Linked DNA regions of Mus musculus: all the other regions are linked to region 2. Evidence: chromatin contacts called from public promoter capture Hi-C data. All regions are on one chromosome and are shown on one strand. The core of a region is the stretch at or near the end of the contact, and the rest is flanking DNA. Distances in the headings are between cores, read along the strand shown.

The links. Promoter capture Hi-C pulls out the DNA fragments that hold promoters and counts their contacts. Capture Hi-C pulls out chosen DNA fragments and counts their contacts.
Region 1: a contact with region 2 is called in a promoter capture Hi-C map of adipose tissue, with 2.3 times the contacts expected there. The contact joins the promoter of Zkscan1 here to the promoter of Ift22 in region 2. A contact is called at or near these places in 2 of 9 other capture datasets (adipose tissue and liver).
Region 3: a contact with region 2 is called in a promoter capture Hi-C map of liver, with 2.4 times the contacts expected there. The contact joins the promoter of A430033K04Rik here to the promoter of Ift22 in region 2. A contact is called at or near these places in 2 of 39 promoter capture datasets (both in liver).

The regions. Positions count from the first base shown.
Region 1 is chr5:138,082,916-138,087,441 of GRCm38.p6, reverse strand. Zkscan1 (zinc finger with KRAB and SCAN domains 1) reads right to left here and starts at 2,358. Exons shown (of 6, transcript NM_133906.4): 1 at 2,211-2,358.
Region 2 is chr5:136,906,758-136,911,173 of GRCm38.p6, reverse strand. It overlaps Ift22 (intraflagellar transport 22), which reads right to left and starts at 3,024. Exons shown (of 5, transcript NM_026073.3): 1 at 2,904-3,024; 2 at 1-50. The coding sequence starts at 2,942.
Region 3 is chr5:138,620,644-138,624,891 of GRCm38.p6, reverse strand. It overlaps A430033K04Rik (RIKEN cDNA A430033K04 gene), which reads right to left and starts at 2,033. Exons shown (of 4, transcript NM_183025.2): 1 at 1,904-2,033. The coding sequence starts at 1,942.

The DNA of each region.
Region 1 (4,526 bases), core at 1,109-3,608, 1.2 Mb before region 2:
GCTTATTTTTTAAAAATGAACTTAAGGGTTGGGTGGCATAGCTCAGTTGCAGTGTACTTGCCTAGCATATATAAGGCCCTAGGTTCAACCTCAGTACAGCAAGATAGTAAACACAAAGAAGCCAGGTGTGGTGGAGCATGTCTGTATTCCAGGTACCTTAGAGGTGGTGGCAGAGGTATCTAGACTGTAGTGTCAGTCTTCGCTACATAGTGAATTTGAGGCTCAACAGGGCTACTTGAGATCAGAAAATAGGAAAAAAAAAAAGAAGAAAAATTAAATTCAAGAGATATAATTGTGCATTACAATTTTCAGCCTGCTTAAAAGATTAGCAGTGGAAGAAATCCACTAACACAAGGGCAGCATGAGCTGGAACAAATGAATTATGTCCCCTGTAAATAAGTCACTCATCCCTGAATCGTTTCCAGTATTCTTATTAGCAGTGGAGTAGGGACAGAGGAAGAGAGGCAGAAAACCACCTTTGGGTTCCCTCTCAAACGAAACACATTCTGACATACCATCTCCTTTAGAAAAGATCACTGCCCAGCAACCAAATCTCACCAAAGAAAAAAAAAACAAATGACTTCTGACAAGAAAAGACTCCAGACTCCAGGCTGCAAGCATGGTTTATTTCAAAGGATGTTTTCTCAAAATCCAGTCTTCCTTCTATTGCACAGTCTTGCAAGTTTAAATAAATGATCCTCTACTCCCCTCTTCAACAGAGACATAAAATGCTTTATAATATGAAAAACTTAGTCTTAAAAGATACCTAGTGGTCTAGTATTGTGTGCCTGTAGTCCCAGCACTCTAGAGGCAGTGGCTAGATTTTCAGCCAGAACTAGAGAGACCCCTCCCCGCCCCCCCCTTTTTTTAATCTATCTAAAGAATATCAACACCACCACAGAATGAAAAGCTAAGATTTAAAACTTAGTACACTGGCCTGGTTGTATCTAAATATAGTATAATGCACTTGAAATTTTTCCTGTTTCCTTCATGGAGACATGAAGTAGAGGATCAACAAAAGAAAATAGCATTCAGCCGCAGGCATTTCTGTAAGTTAACAAAGATGATCCTGAATAAAATAACAAGTAAGAATCTTGTGTGGTAATTGAAAGAGGACACAAACCTGAAAGAAAAAAAACATCTGGATAATTCTTCACTACAGTTTCCTTATAATAAAGGTATTTTCCCACATTTGGCCAGCTTTTCTAGTAACTTCACTTGATGTGGTTACAATGAATTCTTCATAATTCCAACAAGTATTTATTGACTGCTTTCAATCCGCCTAGCACTGCCCTGTACAATAAATGCTTTCTTTGGTCCCAGGCCATGGAACAGCCACTCTCTATAATCAATGTGTGTGTGTGCTGTGTGTGTGTAGGGAGGGGAAGGAAGGGGGAACTTCAAACTAAATGAGCTGCCTTTTTTTTTTTTTAAATTACAATTACATTTACCAACTCCACTCATTTCAAGTTTGAAGAACCTTTTTGAGCAAAGGTAGTTAATTTTATGGATAATAAAACTGACAGTTGGCAAATGTCTAATCTCATCTAAGGTCATTAAGCTGATCAATCTCCTACTGGCCCAGTGTGGTTTCTCCCAGATACCCTTCACGTCTCACTCATTGCAATCAAGCAAGGTGAACTAACACTCCACTAATCTCCCAGATAGCACAGTTAAACAGGCTTAAACCAGCAAGAGGTCTTGAAGCATTGCATAAAGCTGACAGCCGGCTGTTAATTTCTACTAGATCTTTTAACCACCGTCAAGCCGCCAGCGCTTTCGCTCAGCGTTGGGAGATGGAAAGACAGAAAAGCAAGTGATCCGGAAATGTTTTCGGAACCTCAAACCTGTACAGAGCTCAAGGTCTTCCGCGTCGTTTATCTCAAGATTCTCAAGGACCCAAGACGCCCGGAGAAGTAAACGACAGCAATAAAACGAAAACCACACAAAACACTTTCCCCTGCAACCACAGCAAATGGCGACAGGAGGGGGGGAGGGGGAGAAGAATCCAGACACGGGGATCACGTCCATTTGTGATCTTGTCCTCAGAAATGTTATACAAGGATGATGACATGAAAGAGCTCCCCACTGACCCCAGAGATTCGAGCACCGCCGGGACCCCGCAGGGCTCCTTTCCAAGTCCCCCCGGGTGGTCACACGGTCCACCCTCGCAGCCCGCCCGTCCTCCGAGAGTCCGCCATGAGACTCACCGTGAGTCTCCGGAGCGGCCTGGGGACGCCGGGCGACCAAGCACAGCTTGCTCTGGGTTCAACCCGACCGAAGGGCACTGCACACCGACATAGGCCCTCCCAATACCTCGCCACAGGCACAATGAGTCACAAAGACCGGAAGTAGGTCAGCACCTCATCTTCCGGGATCGAGTTGAGCTTCCGGGTCTCCTCTAGGAACACGGGAGGACTTTGCATCTCGGTTTCTGAATTTCTTGTTCCGAGTCTCCCTACCCAACACCCCCCCCCCCCCAGCCCTGATTGCCTGTCTTCAATTCCAGAGGTGACAGATAGAGATAAAGTGATCCTGTTTAGGGTGTTCAGGTTTTTTTTTTTTCCTGATGTAGTATTTTTCAGCTCTATATTTGTTACTTTCTTCCCCATCTTTTCCATCTTGGGCAGTTATCAATAATAGTAATTGTATGCCTGTGGCAGAGAAGCTGAAGCAAGGGTGTAGATGGAGTTAGATCAAAGCCAAGCCAGGGGTGTCTGGTTTCACAGATCAGCCCTGGTGAGGTTTGCCAGTTGAGTGCATGGTGTTTCCAGATATGTGGCCCGAGGATAAAAGACTATCTTTCAGTAAACAAGCTACTTACACTGGTTCTGTAGAATATGCTATTATAGCACTTTAAAAGGATCTTTCAGAGGAATTACAGACGCTCAACAATTACTGCCTTTATCTCTTTGCCTTGTGGGCAATACAGAAATGAGGCTCCACCTTATAGAAGGCTCTATATCAAAGGCAAGTCCACAAGGAAGAGACCATACAGCATGGGGGAGATAACTTTATAAAACAATACTCCAAAATTAAAAAGCAATTGAAGTATTGTTCCTTTTTTATTAATTGATTATTAATTAATTCACTTTACATCCCAATATCAGCCCCCCTTCTCCCAGTGATAGGTTATTTCTCCGCCAGTGAAACGAGCCCATTCAGGCTAGATTATATTATAATAAAGGCAGGTTTATTGGGAAGCTGCTCTTGGTAGAGTTCACTGGCCCCAAGGATTGAGGCAGGAGAGTTGCAATGGGAGGGGAGGCAGAAAGAGAAAGGGCTTACATGCAGAGAAAGAAGAGAAGGAGAAGGAGGAGAGCAAAATGTTTGGATTATAAAGGGAAGAGTCTCTGGGGAAGGGCAGCCCAAGCCCTGGGATGGAAAGTTCAAGGCTGGGGGCAGGGTATACCAGGTAGGATCTGAGGGATGCTGGGAGAACCTGAAGACCAGGTCTGTTTTGATATGTAAAATATTCATCTCAGTCCCCTCTTCTGGGGTCCAAAACCAAACACCCAAAACCGCCTTAGGCAAGTCATCCTCCAATTCCACCTTCCCCTATTTGCAGTATTGTTAAAGGAAACAAGGAGCCAGCCATTCACTTGGAGAAGTAGGAGAAACCTTTATTCATGCATGGACTACAAAGCACGCTTGTGCTTTGAAGGGTTCAGTCCCCTTGGCAGTTTCTTACAGCTTTTTGTAGGTCAGGTAGTGGGGTTGTCATCCATGTCTTTGTGACAATCTTAGAGTGGACTCTGATCCCCTTAATCATTAAAGGGAATTTAGTTAGGCACGTTTACAGGAACAAATAGCTAGCTAGGTAGATAATAATACACAAACACTTGGCAGGTAGCAATAAAATATACAAGCATTTGCAAATAACAACACATTTTGGCTGGTAAAAGATGTTTATCTTAGCAAACATAAATGGTATCTGCAACATGACCTTTGTCTGCTGTGACAAAATTTCTTTCAGACAGCTTCTGGCAAGTGTTTGTTTTTCCCAGATAAGAAGTAAGGGGTTTTTTGTTTTTTGTTTTTTAATAAGCAAACAAACTCCTCTAAGTAAAAGTTTAGCTCACATACAGCTTTTAGGCTAAGGTTTTTGTTTGTTTGGTTTTCCAGACAAAGGTTTTTCTGTGAAGCCCTGGCTGTCCTGGAACTTTGTAGACCAGGCTGGCCTCGAACCCACAGAGATCTTCCTGTCTCTGCCTTCAAAGGACTGGGATTAAAGGCTTAAGATTTTTATTGAGCCAGTATAACATGCTGTTGGCTGAGAAGACCTGCCCTAGAACACTTGTGGTGCTGTCCAGTGTGTTGAAGGTCCAGATGGAACAAAGATGGAAGGAGGAGGAAACGGACATTTATGTGTAAGCTTAATGATAATAATAATAATTATAATAATAACAATTCTTTTCTTCCTCCTCCTATTTGTCTTCCCCCTGCTCCTTCTCCCTCTCCTTCCCTGTGTGCATGTGTATCTATATGTGTGGGTGCAGGTGTGTTCATTGCATAGTGTCTATATA
Region 2 (4,416 bases), core at 1,775-4,274:
GTGATGTCCGAAGATTCAGTGAGAAAGTTGGCCAACACTGTTTTGCCGCTCTGTAAAAGCAAGAACAAATAGATCCAAGAGAGAAACCACCCAGGAGGCCTCACCCACCATGAACGCTGGCACACACCTGCAACCCTAGCACACAGGGGGCTAGGTAGCAAGAAGGCAAGTTCCAGGCTAGCTTGGGCTGCTAGGTGTGGTGAAATACTGGCCACGACTCCTTGGGATCTCGAAGACAGAGAGCATGCTGAAGCATGCTTTCTCCCTGAAGCATGCTGTCTTGCCCTAGCACAATGGGAGCAGCTTGGATTGGGACCCAGTATGCCTCTCCTTACAGCCTGGCTGGTACTCAGTTAACTTATCTGAGGACAGAAAGCCAGAAACCAAACAACAACAACAACAGCAGCAACAACAACAGGAGCAGCACCCCAGGTGAGTGTGTGTCCCACCACCTCCTCTGTTTCTCTGCACAGCTTCAGCCAGTCAGTCTGTTACAGATAAGAGGCCATGAAGAGGATCAAGGTTAACGCTGAGACCCAGGTTTCTGGACTCTTGGCCGGCTGGGTCACTTCTCCTTATATATTACATTAGTAATCACCTTTCCTATAAAAGGACAGTAAGACAGCCTTTCTGAGCCCTCTACCCAAACCTGGTTTCTACCCATCCATCCATCTTTCCATTCAACCACCCACTCACTCCCCCTCTGTCCCCCCATCCATTCATCCAATCACCCACTAATCCCATCCATCTACCCAGCCATCTGCCCAATTCAAACACCTACCCACCCGTCCATCAATGCCACCACTCACTTACCCCCTCTACCCACTCATGCCCATCCACCCACCCACCCACCGTATCTAACCATCACCCACCCATCATCCATCCATCCTTTTACCCATCTTCTCCAACACCCGCTCACCCATCCATCCCCCCATCCACCGATTCCCTCCTCAGAGCTATGATCTTCTCTGTGTATTTGCACCATCCTGTATATGCCTGAATATACAACAAAGCTCCTCTCTCCTCAGAAGTCAATCTCTTAAACCTGAGTGGGCCCTGGTAAAACTCGACAGGATGGGAGAAGGGGATGAGGTGAGGGATAAAAGGGACAGAAGAGGAGAGGAAGGGGTGGAGAGGCTGAGAAGAGGCAGGACGATCAGGAGGTCAAGGTCATTCGAAGCTCCATGAGATCCTGCTTCAGAAAAAGCCCAGACCACCAAGTAACCAAAGACACAGCGCTCTCTGCAATTATACTCTCTTCTCCAAGCTGCTTGCTTTAAGGTAAGGACTTATTATGTAGCTCAGGCTGGGAACCAAGCTTCCTGCCTCAGGCTTGAAAATGATGAAGCGTTGTGTATATCACCAACCGCAGATCTGTAACAGTCTGCAAACTTTCTCCAAACCACAACCATGCTCTCCATTTTATTTTATATATTTATTATATATATTTATTTATTTATTTATTTATTTACTATTATATACAGGGTTTCACTATGTAGCCCTGGCTGGCCCATTGATTAGGCTGACCCTCAACTCAGATTTACCTGTTTCTGCCTCTTGGTGCTGGAATTAAACGCACGCACCATTATGTCCAGGCCGTGTGAGGGTCTGTGCATATTGAGTGCCTGTACCCACAGAGGCCAGAGGTGTCAGGTCTCCTGGCACTGGAACCTAAAGGCAATTGTGAGCCAGCTGGCGTGGGTTCTGGAAACCGAACTCAGCTCTCTCTGCGAGAGCAGTATGTGTTCTTAGTCACCAAGCTGTCTTTCCAGCCCCTCCTTTCTTTTAAGCCTTCTCCTCCTCTCTGCCCCAGGCTAGACTCAACACTCCTATATGGTCCAGACTGGTCTCAAACTTGTGGCAACCCTGAGTGTCTTGTATGCTGAGGTGTCAGGCCTGCGCCACACATGGCTCAATCCTCCTTTGCTTCTGTGCATACTTAGCAACTTCTTTCTCTGACAGGTTTCACGTATCCCAGGCCGGCTTCAGACTTGCTATTGTAGCCCGGGCTGTGGCCTTGAACTGTCAATCATCGTGCCTCTCTACCTTCCAAACCCTGAAACTGAGGCATGTACCACCATGAATGTTTTATATGAAGAGGATTGAACCCCGGGATTCCTGTATGCTAGGCAAACATCCTATCACCCAGCTCTACCCCAGCCTCCTAACTTAGGATTAAAAACATATCTTCACCATATAGTCACCTATGAATGTACATTGGTTCTCATGTTTGGTCCATCAGCCAATAACCTCAGATGAAGATCACATTATTAAGCTAACCTTCTGAGCTGGGACCCAAGGATTTGAACTTTAACCATGTAGGTAATTCCCGAATTCTACTATCTATCTATCTATCTATCTATCTATCTATCTATCTAATTTTGTTATCGGAGACATGTCACATTGTAGCTCAGGCTGTCCCAGAACTCAATACATAGCCCAGGCTGGCCTTAAACTTGTGATCACTCCTCCACTGCCTGCTGAGTCCTGGTATTATTACAGGCATGGGACACTGCACCCAGCTTCCTTCTACAGTTAACTTATTTGCATGTTTAGTTTCGGTCCATCTGAACTTTAATTCGGTGAATCACATATAGAGTGACTTCCTCATATTAATAACCACTTGCTCCAAGTCCCTATATTGAAAATATCTAGTTTTCTAATCTCATGGACACATTCCTTTTGCACGGAAGGTTCGGAGGGGAAGTCATGAGGCGCCCCTTATTTCCGCTGCCCTTGAGACCTGGGTACCTCAATATTCTCCTCCACTACTTGGGAGGGGTGAACTGGATGAAGGCCTGGTCACGGTAGCGCCAGCTGCCGCCCTCAGTGGGGTTGCTGGTACAAAGTTGCACCTCCTGAGAACAACCCCAGTTCTAGGGAGCCCCCGAGCCCTGAGTTACCTCGCAGGGGCCCACGAAGAGGATCTTAGCCTTCAGCATCGCTGTCCGTTAACACGAACCCGCGGAAGCCCACCACCAAAGCGCGCTAAGCTCCCCGCCGCGTCCGCCAGTCTGGGCCGCATGCTCTGATTGGCTGGTCAGTTTCCACGGCGACCGGGAACAGCTGCGCAGTAGCCCAGGAAACCCTGACAGTTCCGGGAGCCTGGAAAAGTGGCCTACGATGGAAGCTGAGGAGGACCAAAAGAGAAAAGGCAAAGCTGGTCCTGCTAACTGCAACCTGAGCGTTCTGGAAGGGGTACAAGAGCCAGGCTCCAACCTGCTTTATTTCTCCCGGTCTTCCTGAACGCTCCATAGATTAAGGGAGCTGCTAAACTTGCCTGGAAAACAGTACTGTGATTTTGGTTTTCTTTTATTTCCGCGGTGGATGCTGGAGATTGAACTCAGGTGGTCATCAATCCTAGGAAAGCGCTCTGTCATTGACACCATATCCCCAGTCCAACTCGCATGTAGACCTGCTGGCCTCAAACTCAAAGATATCCACCTGCCTTTGCCCCCCCAACTTTAATACCATTGAAGGCATGTGTCACCACTCTCGACTCCCAACTTTTTTTTCAATTTAAAAGGTTATATCTATCAATCAATCATCATCTATCTGCGTGTATGTGTGTCCGCCATGATACATATGTGAAGATCAGAGGACAAGCCATAGGACTCAGTTTTCTTCTCCCACCACCATTTCAGGCTTGGTGGTTCCGGCCGTTACCTGATGAGTCACTTTGCAGCCCTGTCATTATTTATTTTGATGCTGAGATTGTTCTTGGCGGCGGAGAAGCTTCTCCAAACCAGTGTGTGTGTTCTTTTGACATTTCGGTCATTCTCTGAGTTTTTTCATATTAAAAACAAAAAAAAAAAAAAAAAAAAAAATCAAAACCTACGCGCGCGTGTGGACACACACACACACACACACATACACACACGTATACAAAAGTGCAGGTGGTTGTGGAAGCCAGAAGGAAGTGCCCTGGAGCTAGAGTTATGGAAGTTCAGTTGCCCAAAATGGATGCTGGAAACCAAAGTCGGGGCTCCTCTGAGAGCAGTCAGTGCTTTAAACTCCGAGCCATCTCCCCAGCCCCGGCTTTCATACTTTTAAGCACCATTATATTAATCGCGGGTGGTTAATTTTATTGCTCTTGTTCCAGAGTGGCAATGTATTACATACATTCTTTCGCATGCATTGAAAAAAAAAATTTAGGGCTGGTGAGATGGCTCAGTGGGTAAGAGCACCCGACTGCTTTTCCGAAGGTCCAGAGTTCAAATCCCAGCAACCACATGGTGGCTCACAACCATCCGTAACAAGATCTGACTCCCTCTTCTGGAGTGTCTGAAGACAGCTATAGTGTACTTACATATAATAAATAAATAAATAAAAAAGAAAAAAGAAAAAAAATTTAAAAGTTTCAAAAGACAAGAGACCCCCTCAGGAAAATTATTTCTTTACAACAACCTGGAAAAT
Region 3 (4,248 bases), core at 784-3,283, 1.7 Mb before region 2:
TGCCCAGTTGGAAGTAGTCCCTTTCTGCTACCTATGGATTAAGATGTAGTACTTTCAGCTCCTTTAGCACCAAGTCCGCCTGCATGCTTCCATGCTTTCCACCATGATGATAATGGACCTGTGAAACTGTAAGCCAGCCCTAAGTGTTAGGCAGGCACAAAAGCACTTGGTTGGTGCTCAACTCCCAGCATTAATGAAGAAATGAAAGGTCACAGACCAGTGTGAACCCTGAAAAGGCTTTGAATGCTCCCCCAGTAGCCACTTGAATCCCACCAGGGACTGGTTATTCCAAACAACAGACCTCCTGTAGCTTCAGCACAGAATAAATATTATCAAAACAATGGAACAACAGAGTTTCTTTTAGATGACAGTATACCAGGACTTTCCTTCTGGCAGCAGGGCATCTGGGTGCTCCCCTGAGAGACTGCACCCCCACACCTCAAAAATCCTCTTAGATGAGGAGAGGACCCAGTGCCCTAGAATAAGATCAGTAAGATCAGCTATCATTACACGACACTAGCATGCAGTTTGTAATTCAAATACTGTGATAAAATATCCAAGGGTTCCAATGCTACAAAAGTCATCTATCGATGGATGTACATGGATCAAAGGATGGTATTGTTAAGAGCAACACAGACATATCAGTATAACAGATAAAAATAGAATTACTAGTTAATTAGAAATTAATTACTATGTAGTAGAAAACACACACACACACAACGAGCAGCACTGGACCTCTTGGCAGCCTTATAGGGCCTTGGCACTTCCATCACACTCTTCCACAGTTCACCCCACATTTCAGGTCTACTCAGTATTGCTAAATACTCCAAGAGACCCGAGACGGGACGATTATAAGCATTTCGGTTCAGGCACTTCAGAAACCTACTACCTGGAAAAGACATGGAGGTGGGGATGAGGACATCTCACAGTTCCTATGGGGGAAGTAGACAAAGGTATTCTCATAAATTGTCCTAGCCTAGAGTGGGGGGGGGGGGGTAGGACAGAAGACACAGTCTTTTTAAAACAAGGACTCAGGGGTTTCTTCTCTACTTTACTCTCTTCACACACAAACATCCTCAGGACTAGAGAGACAGCTCAGCAGTTAAGAGCAATTGCTGCTCTTCCAGGGGACCCGGGGCTTGGTTCCCAGCATCCACATGGGGAAACTCACAGCCTGCTGTAACTTCACTTCAGGGGAATCAATCACACGCCATTTTCTGGCACTGCCCTCATTTGGTGCACTCAGACACACACAGACACACACAGACACACACAAACACACTTAAAAATCAATTTTTCTCGTACCTGGAGGAAAACAAAACTTTTTTTTTTTGAAAAAAATATTGGTTTGAGATTACCATAAGGAAAATATATCATTTGGAATAAATGGGAGGCTTTCAAAAGTGCAGCTGCTCTGCAGAGTACCTGTAGTAAGCCCAGGACCATACAAAATGGGTGAAAGGGGAAATTTTCGTGTTGGGAGTGTGGGCGAGGATGTGGAAGAACAGGTAGTAGACTGCAGTGGAGCTGGCTTAGGTTCTGGGTTTGCGACCCTGTTTCCCATTCATTTGTGAAGTTCGGGCTAGGTGGGCCACGGAGAGAACGAAGGGACTGGGGATTCTAGAAAACATAGTTCCTTTAGTGAATGACCGTCACATTCAGAGACTCTCCCCTGATGATCCACCAAGTCCTCGCCACGCATGATCCGGAGCAAACAGGCAGCCAGAGCAGAGCTGCTCAGAAAAGGCGCCAGAACCCTCAGGTAGAAGGACAGGACGCCCAGGCTCCAGCAACCCCGCAGCCCAGGGGATCCAGATCAGCTGCCCAGGAGGCCTCACCGCAGACCCTGCTCTGCCACAGCGCTTCCCGCACTGTCACCTCCGGGCGCCACACGTACACTCACCATGTCCACTTCTGGGAGCCGCTGGCGTCTTCTCACCATCGCCCAGCACTTACAGCGTCACCGCGCCACCGAAGCTGAGCAACAGCTTCCCTAGCAGCATACAGTGATTCCAATATGGAGGGTCCCAGACAAAGGCTGGTTGACAGCCAAAGCCCGCCCCTACCCTCCGTTTGTGTGTCTGATTGGGCACGTCTTGAGGCTAGGGCCTCTGATTGGACAGAGCTTCAGGTTCTCTGTCCTCTGAAAGACAGTAGTTGGCTCCAGCTCACAGCTGAAGGAGCTCAGGTTAACAGGTTCTTAGCTGCAGCTGTTGGGGACTCTGGCTCCTGTCACGTCTCCAAGTTTGGACTTCTATAGGAGGCCTGACCCTCGGTCTTCTCCAGCTATGGGGTAGCCACGAGTCCTGTCGCGTATATGCACAAAGACTTCAGCCTCTGTTAAAACCTTATGCCTTCAGGTCCATACGCGTTGCTTTTAGCCTGCTAAAGTCCTCTCTGGACCACAGCTCACATTTGCTTTTAATTCTATACATAAAGTCATATGTGATTATGAGTTAAGTATGTGTACATGTGTTTAGTCGAATAAACAAATGGGAAGATGTCCGTTTTCAAAATCATCTCAAAATTTCTGAAATCTGCTCTCATTAGCTTTGCCTTCAAAATGGAAAGAGACTTGTAAAAGTTTTCTTATATTCAGATTAAAAATTGCAGGCAAAGTCAACCTTGGTGGCGCGTGCCTGTATGTACTCCTTAGCACTTGAAAGACAGAGTCAGGGAAATCGCAATCTCAAGTTCAGCTTGGCTACAGGATGAGTTTTATGGCACCTTGGGACGCATATCTAAACCCTGACTTGAAATAAATGAATACACGTGATGTTGATTGCAATGACCCATTGCACCTAAAATATCTTTATAATCTGACCAGTGAAAACTTGATGACTTTTATGTGCTATTGGGACAAGATCTTCAAACGTATTTAGATTCTAGCTTGCCTCCACTCAGAACAGCTACAAAATCCTTTTGAGAGCTATGACTTTCCTGGTCTCAGGAAGTAGAAGGGACTGCTCTATACATATTTTTGTAAGCTCAGCAACATCTAATAAGAGGAGATGGAGATCAGTGTCTATTCGGCACCTTTTGTTAGTCAAGTGACTTGTAAGCAGTATCAAGTCCTCGTAACCTGCTTTTCTCTGTAGTCCAGGGAATGATCTGGGGTTTTGAATAAATGTGTTTACTGAGTATATAGCAAGGAAAAAAAGTAAAAGGATAAATTGCATGTCGTTGATTGACAGAACCAGCAGAGTTTACAATACTCAGTAAGGACAGCTGGAGGAACCTGACTAAGAGAGCTAACAGGCTGGAGAAATGGCTTAAGAACGTTTAAAGTTCTGTCCTGAGGACCAGAGTTCAAATCCAGCACTCATATCAGGTGACTCAAAACCATCTGTAACTTCAGTTCCAAGGGATCGTATGCTCTCTTCTGGCCTTCGGGGCACCTTCATGTACATGTCTGCATACACTTACACAAACACATATATGTACACACACACACACACACACACACACACACACACACAGAGGCACCAAAGTGACAAAATGAGAAATTGGTAGTGTTTACAGTCATGCAGCAGGAGTTGATCAGGGGCCATCAAGGCAGTCACCTGGGGTTCCTGATTATAATCTTTTCCACCATGAATCTTTTCCTGGCTTCTCCTTCCTAATGCAGGGATTTTTACCACAGTATGAACAATAGTAATGTTTGTTGAAAGTGGTTTATCTTTTAGCGGTTGCTATTGATGCACTGTGCTCAATAGTCTAGCATGCTTGTGTTTTGTTTTGCTTTGTTTTGTCTTTTTTGCTCTCCTTGTTACAGAGCTGGCAAGTCAGCCTGACTCAGGACAGGGAGTTTGGGGAGGAGAACAGGGAGGAGGGCCTTCTTGCTGCCCGAGTCTGCTTTTAAAACACTTGAAATAGCACATGACCGTTTGCTTATGTAATTTGTATTACAGTCACATAAGGTTGGATAACACGCCCTTCATTGTTCGGTAAACCAGCAGTGATTTTCTCTAAAGAAAATACCAGGCAAGACAATACTGATGTCATGACAATACTCAAGGCTCACCAATAGTTGCCTCTAGACCTATAAGCAGACTCAAGGCAAAGCAGGCCCCTAGAGGGGAGGTAGAAAGTATAGTCCTCGAGGAAGTATGCTACACTACAAAGGAGCTTTGTGAGTTTGCTAAGTCATTCAAACAGAAGTCTGTTTTATTTCTGTGAAGAGATACCAAGTCCAGGCTCTTTCTCCTCCTTTCCACGTGTGGATCAGGATGTAGCTCTCAGCTACCA